Regions from separate parts of the Sus scrofa genome. Here region 2 is linked to region 1. The links are chromatin contacts, called in public Hi-C maps. All regions are on one chromosome and are shown on one strand. The core of a region is the stretch at or near the end of the contact, and the rest is flanking DNA. Distances in the headings are between cores, read along the strand shown. Region 1 holds the start of UCK1 (uridine-cytidine kinase 1). Region 2 holds the start of RAPGEF1 (rap guanine nucleotide exchange factor 1).

Region 1 (5,198 bases), core at 2,260-4,759:
TTTCCTCCTGCTATTTCTGCACTTTTGACAGAGGGTGTGAGACTTTTCTGCTCTTTAAGGTACATAACCAAGCTTTGTTTAAGCTCAGGCTATCTTGTGATGGCCATGTCAGACCAGAGAGCAAACACCAGAATACAAACCCCCTGAGTGAGGGGTTATTCATTTGTGTGTAAGGTGCATTTTCTGCAGGGAGCAGGGGTTACACCTGTGATTAGGAGAGTGGCAGTAAATGCTCTGGGAGTTCCCATCACGGCTCAGCGGGTTAAGAACCCGACTAGTATCCATGAGGATGCGGGTTTGATCCCTGGCCTCCCTCAGTGGGTTAAAGGATCCTGCGTTGCTGTGAGCTGTGGTGTAGGTCACAGCTGCAGCTTGGATTCAACCCCTAGGCTGGGAACATCCATATGCTGCAGGTGCAGCCCTACAAAGAAGAAGAAAAAACGCTCTGATGATGACAGGCACCTGGTTAGCTCTTTAAACGCAGCGCTCCAGCTCGTGTTCAACAAAAGCTTAAAGACCCGACCGGAATGAACTGACATTTTTGCAGGTGGCGGGGCTACGGGGATGGGGACGGAGAGCTCCTGTGAACTTGACCTGGTGGGGGGTGGTGAAGACAGGGCAGAGCATCGCAGAGTTCTGCCTCACCTGCTTCTAAGAAAACCAAACCTATGAGTCTCGAGCCCATTGCTCACCTGGCAAGAAGAGATGCTGCCTGCGAGTGGCAGAGAGGTTTGGCCAAACAGGCAGAACTGGGAACAAACATCAAGTGGTGATTGTCGAATCTGCTACTTAACTGTAGCTGTGTTCCGTGCTTTCCAGGAGAAATGCGGCATCTCTGGAGAACACTGGCCTGGTCCAGCTGGGGAGGAAGCATCTTTGGGGAAGGGATGCTGGGAAGAGTCAGCCAGGCGAAGGGGCTGACCCCACTGAGACCCTGAGGGTCTCGGGGGCTGTCTGTGCCTGGGGCTTGGTGGGAGTGTGTAGGGTTAGATGGGAGGTGGTTGGGGATTGGCTGCGTTGCCTGCGAAAGATGGGCTCCCTTTGCCATCCCTGAGGATTGGCTAGCTTTGGGAGAGGAAGGATTTGTAAGGCCCCCAAATGCCAGAGCATCAAGAATACCCCAAATAAGAAAATATAGTTAGGAGTTCCTGCTGTGATGCAACAGGATAGGTGGCCTTCTGCAGCACCAGGATGCAGGTGCAATCCCCAGCCTGGCACAGTGGGTTAAAGGATTGGGCATTGTCGTAGCTGTGCTGCAGGTCACAACTGTGGCTCAGATCTGATCCCTGGCCCAGGAACTCCATGTGCCACAGGGCTGCCAAAAAAAAAAAAAAAAAAAAAAAAAAAAAAGAGAGAGAGAGAAAGGAAAAGAAAATAGAGTTAATACAGTTGACTCTGTGAGGAACGGATGTCACATAGACACAGAAATGACTACACAGAACAGGCACCTTCTCTGGGCTGGGCCTCACACCAGGCCCTTTGTGTGCCTTCTGGCATGGAAGCCTCATGGCATTTCCTGGTCAAGAGTTTGGCTCAGCCCCTCCACAGCCCTGCTGCCTGGCACCCATTTAGTTTGGCCGAGCAGCCTGCAGAGACCCGACACTGACACTAGCCCCGTCACACACGCGCAGGCCCTAGAGAGCAGCCTGCGAGTCACAAGCCAACGTCCACCCTGGTGGTCAACGCTCTCCTGCCATCCGCGCCTTCCCCTCACACGTCCCTTAGATAAAGACCCTCCAAGCCGCTCCCCAAACCCTGCTCGCTCCTTTGGTTCAAACTGACCAACACAGCCTTAGGCCAAGAACCCCAAAGCACTCCACCCGTGACCCTGATAAAGGTGTGTGCCCCGGAGCCTGCCTCTGTGTCCCCACTCTGCCTCCACCTCCCTGCCACGCCCCTCCAGCCACGCCTTAGCCTTCCTTCAAGATCTGCAAGAATGACTTCTCTATTTCAATTTCTCTTTTGGCCTGGTTTTTTTGTTTGTTTGTTTGTTTTTAGGGCCACACTTGCGGCATATGGAGGGTCCCAGGCTAGGGTTCCAATCAGAGATACAGCTGCCGGCCTACACCACAGCCACAGCATCACCAGATCCAAGCTGTGTCTGCAACATACACCACAGCTCATGGCCACGCTGGATCCTTAACCCGCTGAGCGAGGCCAGGGATGGAACCCGCAATCTCATGGTTCCTAGTCAGATTCATTTCCACTGCACCACGACGGGAACTCCTCTTGGGGTCTGTTGTTGAACCTCTGCCACCATGGGGTGCCCCGGGTTCCATTTGTATGTGTTTATTTCACAGTCATTACATTCACCCCTAACATCTGAGATGTAAGGGACACCATGGCCACATCACTGCCAAGGTCACTCAGCAGAGGCAAGGTTGGAACCCAGCTCTCCCCAGAGCCTGGTGTCCAACCTCACCGTGCTGCCCGGAAGCGTGGGAATGGACCTCCCTGTTTTGAGCTAGAGTTCCTCTCAGTTAGGGGGTGGTTTTCCCACACTGGTCAGCTGCCCTTTCATCAGCTTCCCTCTGCCCAGGTCCCAGGGCTCAGGAGGCCCGCGTCTCCTTGTACCCTCTCTGATCAGCAGAACTGTCCTGTAACCCTTCCCGAGATGGGTTAATGCCTCTGCAGTCACATGGGCAGTGACTTCACCTGATGCCCCCATGTTGAAATAGTCTCTCCTGAATCAAATTGCAACATCATCAAATATTCATGGAGAGCTCACAAGACATTAGGAGCTAGACCTGCAAAGAGAGTCTTGATACCATTGGGGGGAATACACAATTTGAGTCAATGTGTATTTGCCTTCTCTGTGCCAGGCACTGAGAGTGCAGGTGGAACCCAGCTGTTTCTTGGCTCACGGCCTGCCTCCTGCCTGAATCTAAAAAGACGACTTCTGCCCACAAGGTTGAGGAAGCCAGGAACTTGCTGCCAGAGGCAGCAGGGAGCCACGGAAGGCTCTAGCGGGGGAGCGGGTAGGTGACAGCGTTAGAAAACACTACAAAGTGCTAGGTGGCCAGTGTGTAGGCTGGGCTGAAGTGAGGGCGAGCCAAGGCAGGGCTAAGGCTGTGCTCAGCCAGGAGAGGTCGGGCCCTGATGATGCAGGCAGGAGCTGAGCGGGAAGGGGAGGTGCAGAGGTGAAGCCGCGCTCAAGGTGACCGCACACGAAGCAGCAAAACCAGTTCTAGTTTCCGACCAGCTCAGGGGGCTCAGCGCTGGCGCTGGCCCAAGTCCCCACTCTAGCCTTTCAGTCCGGAGGGGATCATTTCCAACGGGTGGAGGGAACCTTCCCGGAGGCTGCCCCGCATCTAGAGATGCCTGCAGCTAGTTACGGTACTGAGTGACTTTTGTCCTTTGCAGCAAAAACACAAACCAAAAACACAAAGCAAAAAACCTGCCACGGAGCGGCCGCTCAGCATCCATTGGGAGCAGCGGCCGGGCCCGGCCCGCGCATGCGCAGCGCCTTCGGCTGCCTGGGACTACAAGTCCCGCCGTGCCCCGCGCGCGCCCGCGGCCGCTTGCCTCCCGGAAGTGGAGCTGGGGGGCAGCGTCTCAGATCTCTGCGCTGGGGCTGGCTGGCCGGCTGGTTCGGGGTGGCGGCGGGAGCGAGGAACCCGATGCGGGCGAGCGGCACCGGGGATGGCTGCGGCTGGAGGCGGGGACTGCGAGGGCGCGGCGCCCGAGGCGGACCGTCCTCACCAGCGGCCCTTCCTGATCGGGGTGAGCGGCGGCACCGCGAGCGGCAAGGTAAGGGGCTGGGCGGCGCGGCGGGGCCTGCGCGTCACCCCGACCCCCGGTCCCTAGGGATTCCGGGGCCCGATGCGGCCTTTGTCCAAAGAGAGACCCCAGCCCCAAGCTGCTGAGGCTGGGGGCGGAGGGTCCCCCGAGGACTAGGCTTGGACCCGGCGCAGGCAAGAGGAGGGGGGAGCCGAGCCCTGGACCCTGGGGGCCACCCCAGACTCCCCGCTGGCCTGGCCTCTCGTGGCTTCTAGGCCTGCGCGGCTCCAGCCAGTGCCCCGAGGCCCTCCCGCCAAGTGCAGCCCCGCCTGCCACTGGCCGGTCTGGCAGCCCCTCAGGGAGTTGCTGGGTCAGGGTGGGCGTTTCCAGGCGGGGATCCTGTTTCTCTGTTCCCAGTCAACTGTCTGTGAGAAGATCATGGAGCTGCTGGGACAGAATGAAGTAGACCACAGGCAGCGGAAGCTGGTCATCCTGAGCCAAGACAGGTTCTATAAGGTCCTGACCCCGGAGCAGAAGGCCAAGGCCTTGAAGGGACAGTACAATTTTGACCATCCAGGTAGAGAGAGACTCCAGGGGTGAGGAGGGAGTGGGGGAGGAGGCAGACCGCAGAGACTGGGTCCGGGTTGGACAGGGATAAGAAGAGACCTGAGTGGTTCCGTGAAATCACCGCGGTGGCGGGCTGCGTGCCTGAGCCAGGAGGTCACTCCCAAGCTCTCTGGGCCCTGGGTGGCTCCCTGGGTTGGACTCGCAGGAAGTCCACACCCCAGGAGGTCTTCAGGACCACTGCTCTGCCCCTAACTTCTGTGGTCATGGAGCTGTCCCCCTGCTTCCTGTGCTAAGGGCCCTCTGCACAGGCCACATCCACTGTGGCCTTTCGTTTCCCCACCCTCCCTGGGGGGCAGAGTCCTCCAGAGGCCAGCAGTGGGGGGCAGCGTGTAAACGCGGACCAGAGGCCTTTGAGGCTCCGTTTCCTGGTCTGGTCAGGGGCCAGCGGAACAGGTCAAGATGGGATGGATAAGGGGAAGAGCCGGGCTGCTCCTGCCTGCTGCTACTAGAAGATTCCGCCCTGTGGCTGGCTCCCATCTTTACTTCATTCCACGGGAAGGAGGCCTGAGAAGCGTCAGTTTAGTTATTTTCCAGAAGGGGAGAGAAAAGCCGCCCAGCACCCCGACCTCCCCGGCTGGGTGATCAGAGACCTGTGTCTGCCCTTTAGGGTCTTTGGAATCACCAGCACCCAGCTGTGCTGACCCCGGGGCAGAGCCAGTGCCGACCTGCCCCCAGGCAGGGACAGTGGCATTGCCTGGCCTTTTCCTCCATCCCTGCAGATGCTTTTGATAACGAGCTGATGCACAGGACGCTGACACGCATCGTGGAGGGCAGAACTGTCGAGGTCCCAACCTATGATTTTGTGACCCACTCCAGGTGAGCTGGCGCCCGCGGCCCCCTCCCGCCCGCCG
Region 2 (5,244 bases), core at 2,686-5,185, 170 kb before region 1:
GGAAGTTTCCAGGCTAGGGGTCGAATCAGAGTTTCAGCTGCCAGCCTACACCACAGCCATAGCAATGTGGGATCCAAGCCGCATCTTTGGCCTATGTCACAGCTTGCGGCCGCCCTGGATCCTTTACCCACTGAGCAATCCAGGGATCAAACCACATCCTCATGGATGCTAGCTGGGTTCTTAACCCACTGAGCCACACGGGAACTCCAAGCCCTAACAACCTTATGAGAGCACCTGCTTCCATAGAGTCTTTAATTTCTTCTGTTATTCAACTCTCACACAGCAAGCCAGCATTTCCCTGCCCTAAATTATGCCAGGGCTAGCAACTGGAGACTACCCCTTTGTCTCAGAGTCCAGTGGAATTATTCATGCTAGTGAGTCCTAAACTGTTTACCCACCTTAGCTTTCCTGAAAAATAAAAATAAGGCTCTGTTCTAAGCTTTCCTCTCCTGCTTCTGCCTCCTGACCACCCTCATGCTCCCGATGTGGCCGTGAATGGTAGGTTGTGTCACCTTCTCTTGAGGAATGTAAGTGACAAGTTCTGTCAATGACATTGGCCTCTCCTTCTTGTTACTCAGTGACCCCCCCCCATAAATTAAAATCTTGGGATTTCCCATCACAGCACAGTGGAAATGAATCTGACTAGTATCCATGAGGATATGTGTTCGATCCCCGGCCTCCATCAGTGGGTTAAGGATCTGGCATTGCTGTGAGCTGTGGTGTAGGTCGCACATGTGGCTTGGATCCTGTGTTGCTGTGACTGTGGCATAGGCTGGCAGCGGTAGCTCTAATTTGACCCCTAGTCTGGGAATTTCCATTTGCTGTGGGAGCAGAGCCCTAAAAAGAGAAAAAAGAAAATCTCATGGGTAGAAATGAGACAGTCCCTGCTTGCAGAAGCATAGTGTCCTGAAGAGGACAGACATTAAACAAGAAATTAAAGAAATATTTGGAGGCATGAGCTATCGAGGAGAAATTCAGAATGTTGCAAGGCTCTTAACAACCCAAGATGCTGAGATGAATGTCCATGGGTTTTGCCTCATCAGCATCTCTTCCCCAAATATTGCTTTGAAGCATCAACCTCCCCTCCCCCCAGTTGCCGGTCTATGGCATCCACTCGCAAGCATTCCCACAATTGGTGCAATTCTCAGACCTGGCCAATTTATGCACCCTACCTGCCCATCCCAACTGCCTGTGACTCAAGCTAGGCTAAGGAGACTCAGCTGGTACCCAAATCAGCCTCTGTGTAGAGAGCTCCTTGGGGATAGAGCCAAGCCGGAGGAGCAACGTTGTTGTTTCAGAGGCTAGAAGTGGCTGTTGCTTCCGGTTATATCCTTGATTTGTTTGTTTTGATGTCCAACAAGTTCCCTTTTTGCCCTAATTGAGCTGGGCTGGGTTTCTGACAGTGAAATCAGGCATCCTCACCAGTACAGGAAGCTAGCCCCGCTGGGGCCACTGGGGAAGGGTTTCCAGTAGAAGTGGCAGCTAAATTGAGAAGTGAAAAATAACTAGGAATCAGCCAGATGAAGAGGAAAAAGAGTATTCTAGACCAAAAAAAGCATCATGAGAAAGGGCCTCAAGCTGGGAAGGACAAAGCCAGAGGAATCTCTTTGCTTCATTACCTTGCCTGCGTTCCATATCACTCTAAGTACCTTTGATGAATAATCTTTATTTTTATTTAGTTATTTACTTATTTTTTGTCTTTTTGCCTTTTCTAGGGCCGCTCCCGTGGCATATGGAGGTTCCCGGGCTAGGGGCTGAATCGGAGCTGTAGTCACCGGCCTACGCCAGAGCCGCAGCAATGCCAGATCCGAGCCACGTCTTCAACGGACACCACAGCTCACGGCAACGCCGGATCCTTAATCCACTGAGCAAGGCCAGGGATCGAACCCGCAACCTCATGGTTCCTAGTCGGATTCGTTAACTACTGCGCCACGACGGGAACTCCAAATAATCTTCATTAAATAAGCTCCATGACCCTTATTTACAGTAATGTCTGTTTGTAAAGTACTTCATTGTTTGAAAATCCCTTGTCATTTGATAGGTCGTGATTTATTAAATAGATTTTGTTCCACTCTCACGAACCCTTGGCTGGGCCTACTATATGTTCGGACCCATCTTCTGCTTTACACCCAGGCTTTTGGACCTAAAGTGCCGACCCGGAAGCCTAGAAGGATTGCGGACAGCAGTGGGAGTGTGGGGGTGGCGGTCCGGGGCCAAGGGCTGATTCCGCCTGGCGATGCGACTTCCAAGAGAACTGAGCAGTGGCACTCTGGCTCAGAGCAGCCACTCACCAGCTCGAAGAGAGATGAATTTGTCAATCTTTGGCTTTTTGCCGTTGACCCCTAGAGAGTTAGAACCGACGGCTCTGGGAATTTGGCTGCCACCAAGGGCCAGCTCTCACAGAATCAGCGAGCCCACCAGAAGTTGGGGCGATGCAAACAGGATTTACCTTCCCTTCTCCCTGCACCCCTGCCAAATCCCGTCCCCATCACCAGCTTATTTAATTAACCTATTTCGAGGGAAAACCAGCTGAGTTCACTTCGAGTTATTTCTTTGAACTTCATCTGGGGCCAAGAACAGCGAGCAGAGGGCAGGAGATTTTTCTACATGTGAACATCCCCTGTTACTGAATGTGTGTTATCTTTATTTGCTTTATATGATTTAACTTTGACTCCTCAAATTATGAACTCTTTGGAGGGAAGAATCAATTTTGCACATTTTTGTAGGACCCGTAGCAGCTCACACAGTGCCTGGTCCTAGTAGGAATTTTTTTTTTTTTTTTTTTTTTTTTTTTTTTTTTTTTTTTGGCGTGCCCAAGGCACGTGGAGCTTCCCAGGCCAGGGACTGAATCTCCATCACAGTAGTAATCAGAGTCACAGCAGCGATAATGTCAGATCCTTAACCCACTGAGCTCCGTGTTAACTCCTCTAGTAGGTTGTTTGATTCTCAAACCAATGACTTTTACTGAACTCACTGCCACACTCTGAATGTCCCATAGCTGACGTCCAGGCTGGAGGATAGCTTGGTCCCCCTTTGGGGGTTGAATGAGTAGAGAGGACACGGTTGTTGCATCCTCATGGGCTGGGCCTCTGGGGACACTGAGCTCTAAGTGGAATCAGGCCTTGACCTGGCCAGGTGGCTCCTGCTCTCAGGTGGTGCTGAGTCTTAGGTGAGGGGAGAGGTCGGGTCAGGAGGAGCCCCTGGTCAGGTCAGGTCAGTCCCCAGCCTCCAGGCTCTGGGATGGCAGGGAGCCCTTACCAGGTGACTCAACCCAAATGGGCTGTTGAGACCCAGGTAGAGGGAGGGGGATGGGCCCCAGGCTTGGCATGGAGTGTGGGCCATCAGGGCACTCTGAATCCTGGGTGGTGTCAGTCACCCAGGCATGGAGGCTAGAGTTTGGGAGGGGCCCTGTGTTCCAAGTGAGGGGGGCATTCCAGGACCTGGGCAGGGGAGGCTCTGAACCCGGGTTGGGGTGTCAGTCCCAAGCCACGGTATGGAGACTACAGGCCAGCAGGGGATGCTGGGTCTCAAGTGGGGAGGGATCTGGGCAAGCTCTCAGCCAGATCCAGGTTGGGAGCTGCTTCCATGGCAGAGGATGCTGAATCTGGGGCGGGGTCCAACCCCAGGCCCTGGCAGAGAGGTTCTGTGCCGGCAGGGCACCCTGACTCCCAGGTGCGGCTTGGGAGGTCGGGCCAACGCTCCGGCGCGGAGACTCCGGGCCGGCAGGGGGCGCTGCATCCCGGGCGGGAGGCTCAGGCCGGCTCCGAGTCGGCAGGGGGCGCTGGGCCCACGGCGGCGCGGCGGCCGCCCGGTAGGTGGCGCTCTGGCCGCGGCCGAGGCCAGCGGGCGGCGGCGGCGGCGCGGCGCGGCGCTGCGGCCGGCTCGCGGGCCCGGGAAGCGGCGGCGGCGGCGGCGGCGGCCGGAGCGGAGGAGGCGGAGCGGCGGCGGCCCCGGGCGGGCTGGAGCGCCGCTGGCCGAGCGCAGAGGCCGCGGCCCGCGGAGCCCGCCATGCCGGCGCGGGTCTGAGGCGCGGCGAGCCAGGGCCGAGGCGAGCGGCGGCCGCGCCGGCCTGTGGCCCCGCAGCGGCCCGGCCCGGGCCCGATGAGCGGCGGCCTCGGCCTCCGGCGCAGCCCGGAAATGTCCGGCAAGATCGAGAAAGCAGGTGAGGCGCGGCGGCCGGCGCGGCGCGGCCCGTGCCTCGGGCGGGCGGGCGGGGCGGCCGGGCTCCCGGGACCCGCGGGCCCGGCGCTGCGCCGGGAGCAGAAGTGAAACCGCCGCCGGGCCTGCTGGGCGCGTCGCGGCTTCGCCTCCGCGGGCCTCGGCGGGCGGCGGGCCGGGCTGCTCGGCGCTCCCCGGGGCGCGCGACCGGCGGGGCCCGGGGGCCGGGGGCGCGGGGCGGACGCGGCCGGAGCGCAAGGCCCCGCGGCCGGGCCGGTCGGTGCGCGCCCCTCGGCCCGCGGCGTGAACTTTCAGACAACGGCTGGCACCGGGGACGAGGCGGGGGACCGCGGCCGCGTGTCCGAGTGGCTGCAGCGCCCGAGCCGAGCCCCGGCGGCGGGCGGGCGTCTTTGAGACGGTGAATAGAGCCGAGCCGTAAAAGGTGTCATTTCGAAGGAGCCCGGAGTTTAAATTTAACCAGAAGTATCCACTTCGGAGGCTTCAAAGGAAGCAGGCAGGATGTGTCTGGGCGTTTTCAGGGCGCGGGCGAGCTTTCCTCTGAGATCGAGCTGCGCCCTGGAAAGCAGGGCGTGTGGGGAGCCGGTTGGGTTTGGGGTCGACCAGAAAGCTTGGTGCAAACCTCCTCTCTTTGTGTGTTCCTAGAAGTCTCGGAGCCTTGCCTTCCGGTTACCTGGCTTTTGCCCTCCTGTTATGGGAGTAGATCCCCAAAGATGCCACCTGGGCCGCGCACCTGGGGCCCAGGGCTTAATTAGCCCGCGGCACTGTGCACCTTGCGGGGCACATCCTTGAGTCCAAGGCAGCGAACATCCCTGGTTGTCCTAGCCTGGTACCTTGTCCTCCTTGGCAGTTTGGGAAGGCAGGCTTTTAGGGGGGCTGGAGGGGGCAGGTTGCACTGATTGGGAAGTTGCTGGTTTCCCAGGTTGAGCCAGGACCCGTTTCTGAGAAGCGCCTCGAAGTGGACCCAGAAGGCGGTCTGACTCGCCGGCTGTGGGTTAAGCCCAGAAAGGACATTTTCGTGGCCTTTCTGGAGGGTTTTCTATATATCCGGCGCTGTGCTGAGCATCT

The links. Hi-C and Micro-C count contacts between places; a contact is called where the count stands out from the background.
Region 2: a contact with region 1 is called in a Hi-C map of embryonic fibroblasts, with 2.0 times the contacts expected there. The contact joins the promoter of RAPGEF1 here to the promoter of UCK1 in region 1. A contact is called at or near these places in 1 of 5 promoter capture datasets (liver), 3 of 47 Hi-C or Micro-C datasets (embryonic fibroblasts, heart right ventricle and skeletal muscle) and 2 of 2 datasets of contacts at active chromatin or transcription factors (alveolar macrophages and skeletal muscle).

The regions. Positions count from the first base shown.
Region 1 is chr1:271,452,122-271,457,319 of Sscrofa11.1, reverse strand. UCK1 (uridine-cytidine kinase 1) reads left to right here and starts at 3,509. Exons shown (of 7, transcript XM_003122250.4): 1 at 3,509-3,750; 2 at 4,138-4,297; 3 at 5,067-5,163. The coding sequence starts at 3,643.
Region 2 is chr1:271,623,300-271,628,543 of Sscrofa11.1, reverse strand. RAPGEF1 (rap guanine nucleotide exchange factor 1) reads left to right here and starts at 3,935. Exons shown (of 26, transcript XM_005654593.3): 1 at 3,935-4,162. The coding sequence starts at 4,102.